Regions from separate parts of the Rattus norvegicus genome. Here region 1 is linked to region 2. Evidence: chromatin contacts called from public Hi-C data. All regions are on one chromosome and are shown on one strand. Each heading gives the region's core, a stretch centred on a gene start, on an enhancer-like site or on the middle of the called end of the contact. The rest is flanking DNA. Distances are from core to core; before and after follow the strand shown. Region 1 overlaps LOC103691380 (a long non-coding RNA gene). Region 2 overlaps Tcf7l2 (transcription factor 7 like 2).

Evidence for each region. A called contact is a pair of places that touch in the nucleus more often than the background predicts.
Region 1: a Hi-C map of psoas muscle shows a contact between it and region 2, with 2.3 times the contacts expected there. The contact joins two enhancer-like sites. A contact is called at or near these places in 3 of 12 Hi-C or Micro-C datasets (Schwann cells, frontal cortex and psoas muscle).

What each region holds. Positions count from the first base shown.
Region 1 is chr1:265,173,083-265,178,032 of GRCr8, reverse strand. All of the region lies in intron 3 of LOC103691380 (a long non-coding RNA gene), which reads left to right. Among named protein-coding and RNA genes, the nearest start is that of Habp2, 150 kb to the left of the region's middle. Within about 2 kb of position 2,167, at least 4 of the 93 cell types and tissues checked have an H3K27ac peak or open chromatin away from gene starts, as enhancers often do.
Region 2 is chr1:264,927,907-264,933,226 of GRCr8, reverse strand. All of the region lies in intron 5 of Tcf7l2 (transcription factor 7 like 2), which reads right to left. Among named protein-coding and RNA genes, the nearest start is that of Tcf7l2, 140 kb to the right of the region's middle. Within about 2 kb of position 1,271, at least 9 of the 93 cell types and tissues checked have an H3K27ac peak or open chromatin away from gene starts, as enhancers often do.

The DNA of each region.
Region 1 (4,950 bases), core at 918-3,417, 240 kb before region 2:
GGTTCACAGGAAGTAAACACTGACTAGAAACACCGCCATACTTGCCCAAGAGCCCCAGCTAAAGGACTTCAGCTCCCTTCCGGGGACTTTATCAACATACCTTTTTGTGTGGAATAAAACACCTCTTGAAATAACATCTCAACTTGAGGAAAGATGTTTAAAAGAAATGGTCTTGAGGGGAAGAAAGCACACAGGGCTCCCGATGGCTCCCCGAAAGTCATAGGCTGTGTGGAAGCTAAAAGAGGCACTCATATCTTAGTCTTTTACAGTTCCACAATGCTAAGGTTTCTTACCACAGCTATGCACTGTCTCATCTTAAGACATGGAGATACCGGTCCTGTTCTCAGGAGCACGCTCTGTGGAAACTGCCCCTAGAACCTTCTCCACGATTAAAAAGAAAAAAAAAAATGGGAGGAAATTACTTCCTCTAGGCGGCCGTTCCAGGTGGGACACATTACTGCCATTCCTTACCTGAAGGATGAGCTTCGTTAATTCCACCTATTATTTATCGACCCACCCTAGAGCTACACCGTGAGTAAGAGCCAGGAACAGGCCCGGGGAGCCAGGCCTACAGACTGTGCAAGGGAGGTGCCTGCTTGGTCTGAGCATTTCTCTCAAGGAGGCCGACAGTGCGTTACCAGTTTGGGCCTCTGGTCCCGTCTTTATGACATGTGTTCTGGTGGGACAGGAGCCAAGGAAGCTCCTGGCTTCCAAGGAAGGCTTAAAGGCTCCAGAGGCCCGACCCAGCCGAAGGTTCTGGGAAGGCTTCTCTCCACATGCGACTTTGTGGCCGGGAACAGGGAGATGAGGAGCCGGACTGATGAGGTGAGAGGACTGGGATCTGGGCTGAGCACCCAGACAGGCCCTGAGGTTCCCAAGGACAGCCCAGCCTTCAGGAGCCTCAGAGCCTCAAGGGCAGACACAGGATGGGGCCAAGAAGTCACGTGGTAGCTTGAAGAGTGTGGGATTCTAAACTTTTCCCTGAGAACAGTTCAAAGTTCCTGAGAGGTTTCTCCTAACGGGCGTATTCCACTTGGCCCCACCCGGTCCAAACTCTACTCCTGCCAATTATGGGCGCCTTGTGATCCGCTTCATAGCAGAACCAAGCCACCCCAGAGAAGATCCTTTAAGCATGACAGCCTATGTTGCCTCTTCCCCTCTCTTTGTCTCTTGCTGTCTGGTAGAGACCATAAAATCTATCCAGGGAACTTTTGGCGAGGAACGCAAATTAAACTAATTGTTCTAGCCTCACAGCCTTGCCCAGAGCTTCAAAAGGGGCATCGAATACCACCACCCCGACCAGTGAGACAAGCGAATTAAAACTGGTGGGGCCAGAAGTGGCTGTGGATTTGCCAAGGACCTCTTGGCAGGTCCCAGGTACTCTGAGCGTCATGCTTTGGCTGGTAGTCAAGGGAGGACCCTCCCATGTCCTGTCGAAAACGTGTATTTATAGGTTTAATTATGTGAATTCACTTGCTCTTTGCTCAAAGAAAGTAGAGACAGGGTCGTTTTAATGCTCCACAGAAATGAAACTGTATTGAAGCCAGCCTGACCTCAGACTGAATGTCAGAGCCGTTGGGTTTTCCAGCAGGAACACAATACTTTTTATAGAATGGGAAGTCAATTGAAAAATCATTAAAAAGTAGAGTTGGGAAGGGCTCTGTGCTCACTAAGGTTAGGTCCCTAGAGCCACTATAGCCTTGGTCCCTGTGGGGAAGGGTCTAATGCTTTGTCCACTCAAAGTTTTAAATATCTCACCAAGGGCTCATTCCTGGGAATACCTCTCCCGGGGTGCCAGATCTCGCCCCGCGCATGAGTCAAGGCTCCTTCTCGCTCTTCGGCCTCACTCAGCTCAATGGTGTAGATAGGCGTATGCTGTGTTTGAAACAAAAGGCCTTGCCTTTGCTTCCCTTTCATCCCCAGGTCTCCTACCTGTGGAAACTTCCAGATCTGGAAGGGGGAGGGGGGAGGGGCAAGCCGAACAAGTAGCCATTCGTTCCGAAAGCGGCCATTTCAAGAAGCCAAACTCCAGGCCTGCAGCCTGCAGCGGACGTTTCTGCTCTGGGAACAGGCAGGATCCATGAAATCCGCCTTACTAAAAGCTCAAGGAACCAGCCCAGAGCTGAGCTGCCTCTTGCTTGTAGCTGGGACAGAAGGTGGCAGCATAGCATCAGGCTGCAAGGGCTGCGGTCCCGCTGAAGCTGGGGACCATCCTAACCCTCCCGGGGCATCCAGATTCCTCCTCTAGCGCCAAGCATGCCCTGCTTAGGCTAGGAGTGACCCGAAAATTCAGCTTTTAAAGGTGAACCTCGAACATCCAGAAGTGTTCGAACACAGTCTATTTTCTACGTTAAAAAAAAAAAAAAAGTCATGTCGCCAGAGTAAATCTGAAAGATACCAAATGTGTCATGGGGAGGGCCCCACATACACATATTCACAAACACGAACAGCCCATGTAGTAAATTTTTAAATAAATTCAGAATGCGTGCATCTTCCTTCCTTTACATTCTCCCGCCATCTCTGAATTCGCCTCTGCTCTTCCTGTTTTCTTTGGCTATTTTTTTTTTAAACTTGTTTGGTAGTGTTTGCATGTAGTCCTTCGGAAGCAGGGATCCACACAGTAAGCACTTCTGACTCAAGAGCCGGACCCCTGCTGGGTAGCCAATTAAATGCACTGCCCACCAGGGAAAGTGTGATATTTTTTATTACTTTCTAATTTCAGGCCCTGAAATGGCTTCAGTGATCAGAACATTTTTCCTGCCTAAGAAACCTAAAGGAGGCAGCGAAATGATGCCTTTGATTTGTATTTTATTTATAACGGTCCATACTGGCCAAGTGCATGCTAAGGATTTCCCCAGGGCCTCAGAGGGCTTCAGGAGTGGAAAAGCAAGACAAAGAAAGAAAAAAAAAAAAGCACAAAACTTTCTCTCCCAGTCGCCTTGGCAGAGCGGGGGAAACTGTCAGGAGCAGTGGGAACCGCTTTTCTGAGAAGTCGGTGAACTGAGAAAAAATGGATAGAAGAATTGGGACAAAACCATTTCAGTGGATTTAAATCTATTTAAACGACAAGAGTAAATCAAAGCCATGCCTCTTTCTCATTACCAGTGGCCCCAGTGGTGGGGCCTCATAAATGCTGGCTAAGGAAGACTTGCGTTCATTCCTAAGTACATTCACAGGAAGCCCCACCCAAGGTGGAAGGAGGCTCGCTTGTTCCCTTCTCTTCTAGAAAGCATCAGCCTGGAGCAGCAAGGCTTCGAGGGCAAGGAGGAGAAACAACCCGACTCTAATGAGGAAAAGAGAAAAAGAAGTCAAATTCCCCCTGAATGCCTGAATGTTTATTTATTTATCTTTGCAACAAGGTTTAAAATCTAGAAGAGCTGCTGGGTGAAACAAACCACACCAAGCGGCTCACAAAACACCAGAAGCTCAAATTCCGAGCCTTTCCAAATCCTACCCTCCTGCCGCTGGGGTCTTGACTGAAAGTCTTCTTTTCCCCTTTTTTCTTTTCCTTTTCTCCTGACTCACTTGTTTAGCCAGAGGTAATTCTGAATGCTTATCTGAAGTACCTCACTGGCATTCTGGGGGGACATTCCTACTAGTGAGGGCCCCCCTTAAAAACAGGAGCTGTTTCAATTCCCATTAAGCAATTCTCTGTGATGTAAGTCTTTTAATGAACAGTCAGCTCGCGTCGAGACTAACACGTTGAACCCTGCTTGCTAACGATTTTCACAAAATGTGATTCGGAAATTAAAAATCGCAATGTTGTAAGAGGCCGGCTACCGAGTGTTATTAGACAATGCTTTGCTAAGACGATCTTTCCTATCTCTTACGCAGAAACCCCATGGGAACGAAACTGTTTATCCTGACTGTGTACGGCCTCTGCAAGTGCCACTTTATCATAGGATTTAAAGTTCAACAACTTAGCAGACAGTATTTATTATTTAAGGAAAGGTTAAGTGTTTCTTCTGTGCTGCTCTGACTTCAAAATCACAAAGCAATACATCTCCTCCCTCTGCCCCCTTCTTTCTGCTTCCTTCCTTTTCCTCCCTTCCTTTCCCTCCGCCTTCCTTTTCCATCCCCCTCCCTCCTTTCCTTCCTTCCTTCCTTTCTTCTTTCTTTTTTTCTTCCTTCCTCCCTTCTTTCCTTCTTTTCTTCCCTTTTTTAACTTGCAAATTGGATACTGTCAACTTCTTAAAGTCCCTAACAATTCCCTACCCCTTCAGGAAAATTTAACTATATTATTTAAAATGGCCAAACTCCACTTTAAGGAAGAATATTCCATATAGCTTCAGCTAAAAAGAACGTCCCAGATAAAAATATCACCCCCTTTTCAAGCAGAGCCAATTTTACAATACGCGGAAGCACAGGCACTCGAGTGAACTCACAGACACACAACAGGGGATGGAATGCTGGGATGTTTCACCTAGGTGTGCCCTGGGCCTGTCTCACCCCAGCTCACAGAGGCCTCCAACTTCTGGCCTCTGGTATGGGACAGCGGAGTGTTGACCTCTGGGAAGCAGCACTATTTCCAATCAACCAATTTGGCAATGTTGTGTTTTACGGTTTCTAAAATTAATGCTAAATCTAAACAGAAACATTGCTGGTGTGGAACTGTGTTAGAGAAGACGTACATGGCTGGTGTGGAACTGCATTAAAGCGGACGTTGTTCACCTGGTCTCTTCAAATCCGTTCCTTACCAAAACTGACTTCCCAGTTTGTGCCCATCCCGTTTCGAAGGCCTAGTGTTAATTGATCTACATGTAATTAGGTACTGGGAATGACCACGTTTCCCAGGACTCTAGTTTAAACACAGGGCTTCAGAGAAGTCTAGAAGCTGAGAAGAGAGGGGGGAAGGTAGTGCAGAGATACGGGGAGGGGGAAGAGGCTTCTTCTAGCTCCCAGCTTCCCCCACTCTCTGAAGCAACAAGGAACAGAACGATGCTGGTTCAG
Region 2 (5,320 bases), core at 22-2,521:
TGCCAAGCACAGCTGACCATCCTAGGCAGGAATGCACCCCAGTTTGTAGGACTCAAGTCCTCATAGCTGCTGACCACTTCTTGAAACATGGGGTTGGTGAGAGTTGAATACTGACACCACGCTGCTTTAGTGAGTTAGAAATTATGCTAACGGTGATTTCTCCACAGACTTGCTTGATAAGAATCATTTTTGTATATAAGGATAGACAGATGCTTAAAAATCTGTATGGCCAGGGTTTGGGGTCAGGTTTTGATTACTGAACCAAAAGATGCCTGCCACTCATGGAGCTTCCAGTTAAGTACTACTATCATGGCAATATAACAAAGGCTGCAGACGGGGCCTTTCAGCTGAGGATAACTTACAGGGAAAGCAAGGGGCAGAACAAACCAATTATTTGGAGGGGAGAACCATTTGAAACTCCAGCCGTGACAGAAATCCACCTGCAACGCTTTAAAACAGGAAGGCTTCTTCCCCTTCAATTTTTATTTAAATATGGAGGAGGATCTAAATATGTGGTCCTTGACCGAATCCGCATCCCACAATTGAGTCAGATGCTGAAAATATTATCACTACTCGTCCCTGCAGAGAGACCACACATTGCCGTCCCAGAGGCCCAGGGACAGTGGGAAGACATAATGCCATTCTGAAAGTCCCCAGTTTTCATTAAGGGACAAATGACGTTTTTGTGGACTTTTAACTTTCGTGTGTCATATGAAGTTTAGGAAGATTGCCAGAGGAGAGTCACCCATATCCAGGATGCTGACTAATGTTCCACTTAAGTAACCACGGGGACTTGTTCATAGCACACGTGAGGTTTGAGAGATTAGGAGTGCACATGCCTAATCCCAAGCTGCCTCAGGGGCTTCTCCAGGCAGAAGGAAGGGGACTTTAAGAAGGCAGGTCCTCCTGAGCCTGGCCAATCACCAGCTAGAGAGGGATGTCTCCGTTAGCCCCAGAATTAGTGCTGGGTAAGAAGGAAGAAAGCGCTGTGTGTGTGCAAGCAAGCACATGTGTGAAGTCACCCGCTGTACAGTGTCAAAGCAGACTCAACAGATGTGACAGCCTCAGCCTCTTTCCTAAGCTCCTTGTAAACACACCCAGAGGGTAACACACAATGGGCACGTCCACTGAATAATAAAGTAAAATTAAATTATGACATGCCTCCACCATAGCAACAACGCCCATTGGCTCTCACCGGGGAAGTCCTGCCAAGGTTCCTGCCACAGCGTGGCGTCGGGAATGCACTCACATGAGGCCCAGATGGAGAGCATGTTGCAACTGCCTGCCCCAAGCAGACTGGGAAACTGGTTTTGAATGCAAGCAAGCATCTTGGAACAGTCTGGGCTGCGGGTTGTTTTGTCAAAAACCATCTTGTTTTTGTCTAGCCCATCTCTTCAAGGAAGCTTAAGAGAGACTGTTTCTCATACCCAAATACGGACACACATGACAGCAGCCCCACAGTACAGACGAAAACACAAACAAGCTCGGGGGAACATGGAAGAACTGATCTAATGAGGGCTGGTTAGTAGTTTTAATGAATGAAGAGGAGGAGGTGGTGGAGGAGGAGGAAGGAGAGGGAAAAGAGCAGAGAGAGGAGCAAGAGAGGAAGCAAACACCATTGCTCCTGGCTTAGACCTCTCAGGCTCTCTCTCACACTCTTCCTTCCCTTAAGGATGTCTGGTTCGTTCACCCCGTCTGGAAATGTCACCCAGCCAGACTCCCCACACTAAAGCTAAGGTGATAAATGAACTGAGGGGAACTCTTGCCCTCAGTGGGCTCAGGATCTTGAAAGCCAGCACTGTCTCCTAGCCCACTGAGCCTCAAACAGAACCAGAACCCAAAGCTCAGCTCCCTCAATAACGTTTTCCCAAATAAAAATTCACCTTACCTCCATGTTGGGGAAGGAACACATTTTAAATTGAGTTTTAAAAAGAATCTAAATGTCATGCTCTGCTGTGAAATTATCTAACCGTGAGGCGCTATGGAGATTAGAGCACAGGAAACTTTGTGTCAATAATCAAACTCCATTTCTTTTCAAAGTCTATCCTGACTCAGAGAGCTATTGGCTTTTTTTTTTTCTTCTGTAGTCCACTCACTTGGCAAAATTAGTCTGCAATTGGGACAAAAAAATATTACCGTCACTCAGGTAGTATGTATAAATATCAATATTGATTTGGATTTTGTCTCTTTAAAAATTTTATTTCGGATTTTTGAAATTTTTATGTGGAAAAGCGTTCTGTGAGCGCATCCCGTACCTGCAGAGGGCACAAGAGAGTATCAGATCCAAGAAGCTGGAGTTCCTGGTGAGCCTTGGGTGGGTGCTGGGTCCTCTGTAAGTGCAACATTGCTCTTAACCACTGAGCCATCTGTCCGGCCCCCTGGATTTTAGCTCTTTGACCCAGTACTTAGCTTAGCATTTGCACATTTGGTTCTAGGCTTTATAAACTATGACATAAATGACTGGCACACACACACAACATTTTTAGCTGTTTTTCCAACTATAAATTAGGTAAAATATACAGACGCTTAGGGGTCAAGAGCCAGCAATTAGACTCTTCTTTGCCCTCACTGTAATTTTGAGGCAGCCAAGCTTGTCAGAAAAAAAAAGGCACTTTTGCAACCAACGAGGTATGTAAGTTTAAAACATGCTTACTGCTGTGCCCAGTATAAATACACAGAACTGATGAGGCACTGGTTAAATGCTCAAAAAAAGAAAAGAAAATCCAAGCTGCAAGAATTTACACCTAAAAACACCACTACTAGAATAGTGGGGAAGGGAGATCCTAAAAGAAGAAAAGGAAGAGAAGGAGGCATTGGAGGTAGGGAGGGGTGGCAATGACTTCCCAGTAGGCAATATTTTAGCATGGAGATTATAAATTCCTTAAATACAGCTCCTAAAACCCACTTCTTTAAAAAGCAATTATTCAAACAACTGATGGGCTCGCGGGAAAGAAGCTTGAGGACCTAAAAGAACAACTGAGAGGCCATTGTTATCTAAGGAGACACCAGTTTTGTTTTGTTTTGTTTTGTTTTCCAAAGTTGTCTCTACTCAGACCCTACAGAGACCCATAAGAATTGGATTTTTCTAAGAGAAAGGCTTCTTAAAGCCAGGGGAAGAAGCCAAGAATTACCATGTGTGTTAAGCAAACGTGTTTAATGTTTCCTGACATGTCTTCATTGGTTTTAAAAACTGGCCCCTCTAAGCTTATGGCAAAGCCGTTTTCTATGATGGTTTATCAGCGTCGTCAAGAAAGAGCCATTTTTGAAAAGACTTCTTTTGATCACACATTCCACCAGAACCAAGGTTTAGTTAGAACATCAAAATTATCGATGAATCGCATAGAACAACACCACGTTCAGAACCAGCGAGTGACCCCGCATTAGGTTCTCGCTTGGGAGCCGGCTGAGTGTTTCAGCGCAGAGTGCTTATGTCCTATATGGCCCTCCTCGAGGAAACGAATCACATAATCACCTTTCATAAGCATGCAGTCCAAATCTTGTATCATTCTCGGGGTTGCAAACCCCGCTACTGTTCCTACTTTACAGAAGGCAAAGTTGAGGTTGCCGAGAATATACCCCCAAGACTCTTGGTTAACACAGCAAGTGAAGACTCAGAGTTTGAACTCTAGTACTTCCTGGATGGATGCTCTTCCTAACCCTGTGCCTACATTCCTGTCCGTCAACACGTCCAAATGCCTGCGCGGCAATTCTAAAGCTAGGAACTTCTATTGAACGTGCCGTGTTAAGTGGTGTGCGCACACATGTAAACTGTTGGTGGGGATCATAGCAGCTCCCTTTTCTCACTGAAGGGACAGTTGGCAGGTATGGTGCTGCAGTTAATACAGATAAACCATCAATAGCCTGTCCGCCTTTTGATTTTTAAATAAACAAAGGCTGGATGCTGTAATTAAGATCAGAAGTCCTCTGAAGGCCATATGGCCACAGGGAAACTGACTGTACAGCCACCGGCAGGAATTGGGGAGTTTTGCTACTCCTAAGGTGGAGGAAGGGATTTTTAACAAATGTTGTCTCCCCACCCCCACCCCCCCACCCCCCACCCCCCACCCCCCCACCCCCCCACCCCCAATGCCTGGAGGACAAGCGACCTCCCTGCAGAAATGAGTGCTGGAGATCAAGACAGGGAAAGAAAAAACCAAAAACCAAAACAGAACAGAAAAACCCCAAAACGAACAATCTAGGTAGGGACAGGAAAGAGCCTGCCTGGTAAGTTGATATTTGTAGGAAATTCCACATGCATCCTGTAGGGGGCACACTGTGGTGTGCCCTGACTAAGAGGACCTTGCCCAGCTTGTACTTAGGGGACAATTCAACCCAACAAATGGTGTGCAGTCAGCACAGTGGCCGGGCACACCAATGCCTGGGGGTCCCCAGAGTCTACTCCTTAATACTTGGGAAACAATGACATCTCTATGCCCACAATGGTCTCAGTGTGGGCCCCTCCTCCCACAATGGTTCCATTCAATCCCCCACCATGAGCAATTGCCCCAAGTTTAACCGCCTGTGTTAGGGGGGCACCGGGCACAAAAGGAGGTGTTTCCAGGTTCAGTGAACATTTTACATCCATTCATCAGGGAAAAGACAAAAGCGATTCCCCACTTCACCTCAGGCAGGGCATCTATCCGACCAAAGAGTAGCCTTTTTTTTTTGTGACGGGGGATGGGGGGGGGCGTTCAGGGAACCACTGTTTAAGGATAGTTGTGCAAACAAGCTTTTGTGTTGTTTTTGTCTCCAACTAAAGGCATCTGCATAAAAATGGGATCCTTTTGTCCCATAAGAAGGACCAAGCTGGGCCTTGTCGGGGGAGGAAGGAGCAAAAGGCGTAAAAGCGCCCGCATAAAGACGGAAAAGGCTGGAGACGGGACTCTAAATTACACTCTGGAATCTTTATTAGGAAAGTGGGCCACATTTTTCTTTACTTCACATTTTTATTGGGGTTCACTGCGACTTTTATTACAGAGTCCAGTGTTGGCTTTGTATACCAGCTTTAATTGTTGAGTACCCTGCCAGCCACACTTGACCAACATGGGCTGCCACAGGAAGCATTTCCTAGGACCTGAGCCTGTCTCTCCTAAGGGCAAGAGGAATCTGATGGTGTCTTCACTCCACCAGTAGACAGTCAGTGTTGATTAATGAGGACTCGACTTAGGTAGTCGCTTACTTTTGAGTTACTTTTGGGGACTGCTACAGCGCATACAAAGTGCTAATATTTGAAATAGCATAAGTCATCCTTCCCTCTCAGAGCGACACCCACCCACCCCTTTACCCTGCCAAGTTGGATTAGTCATACTAAACATAGTCC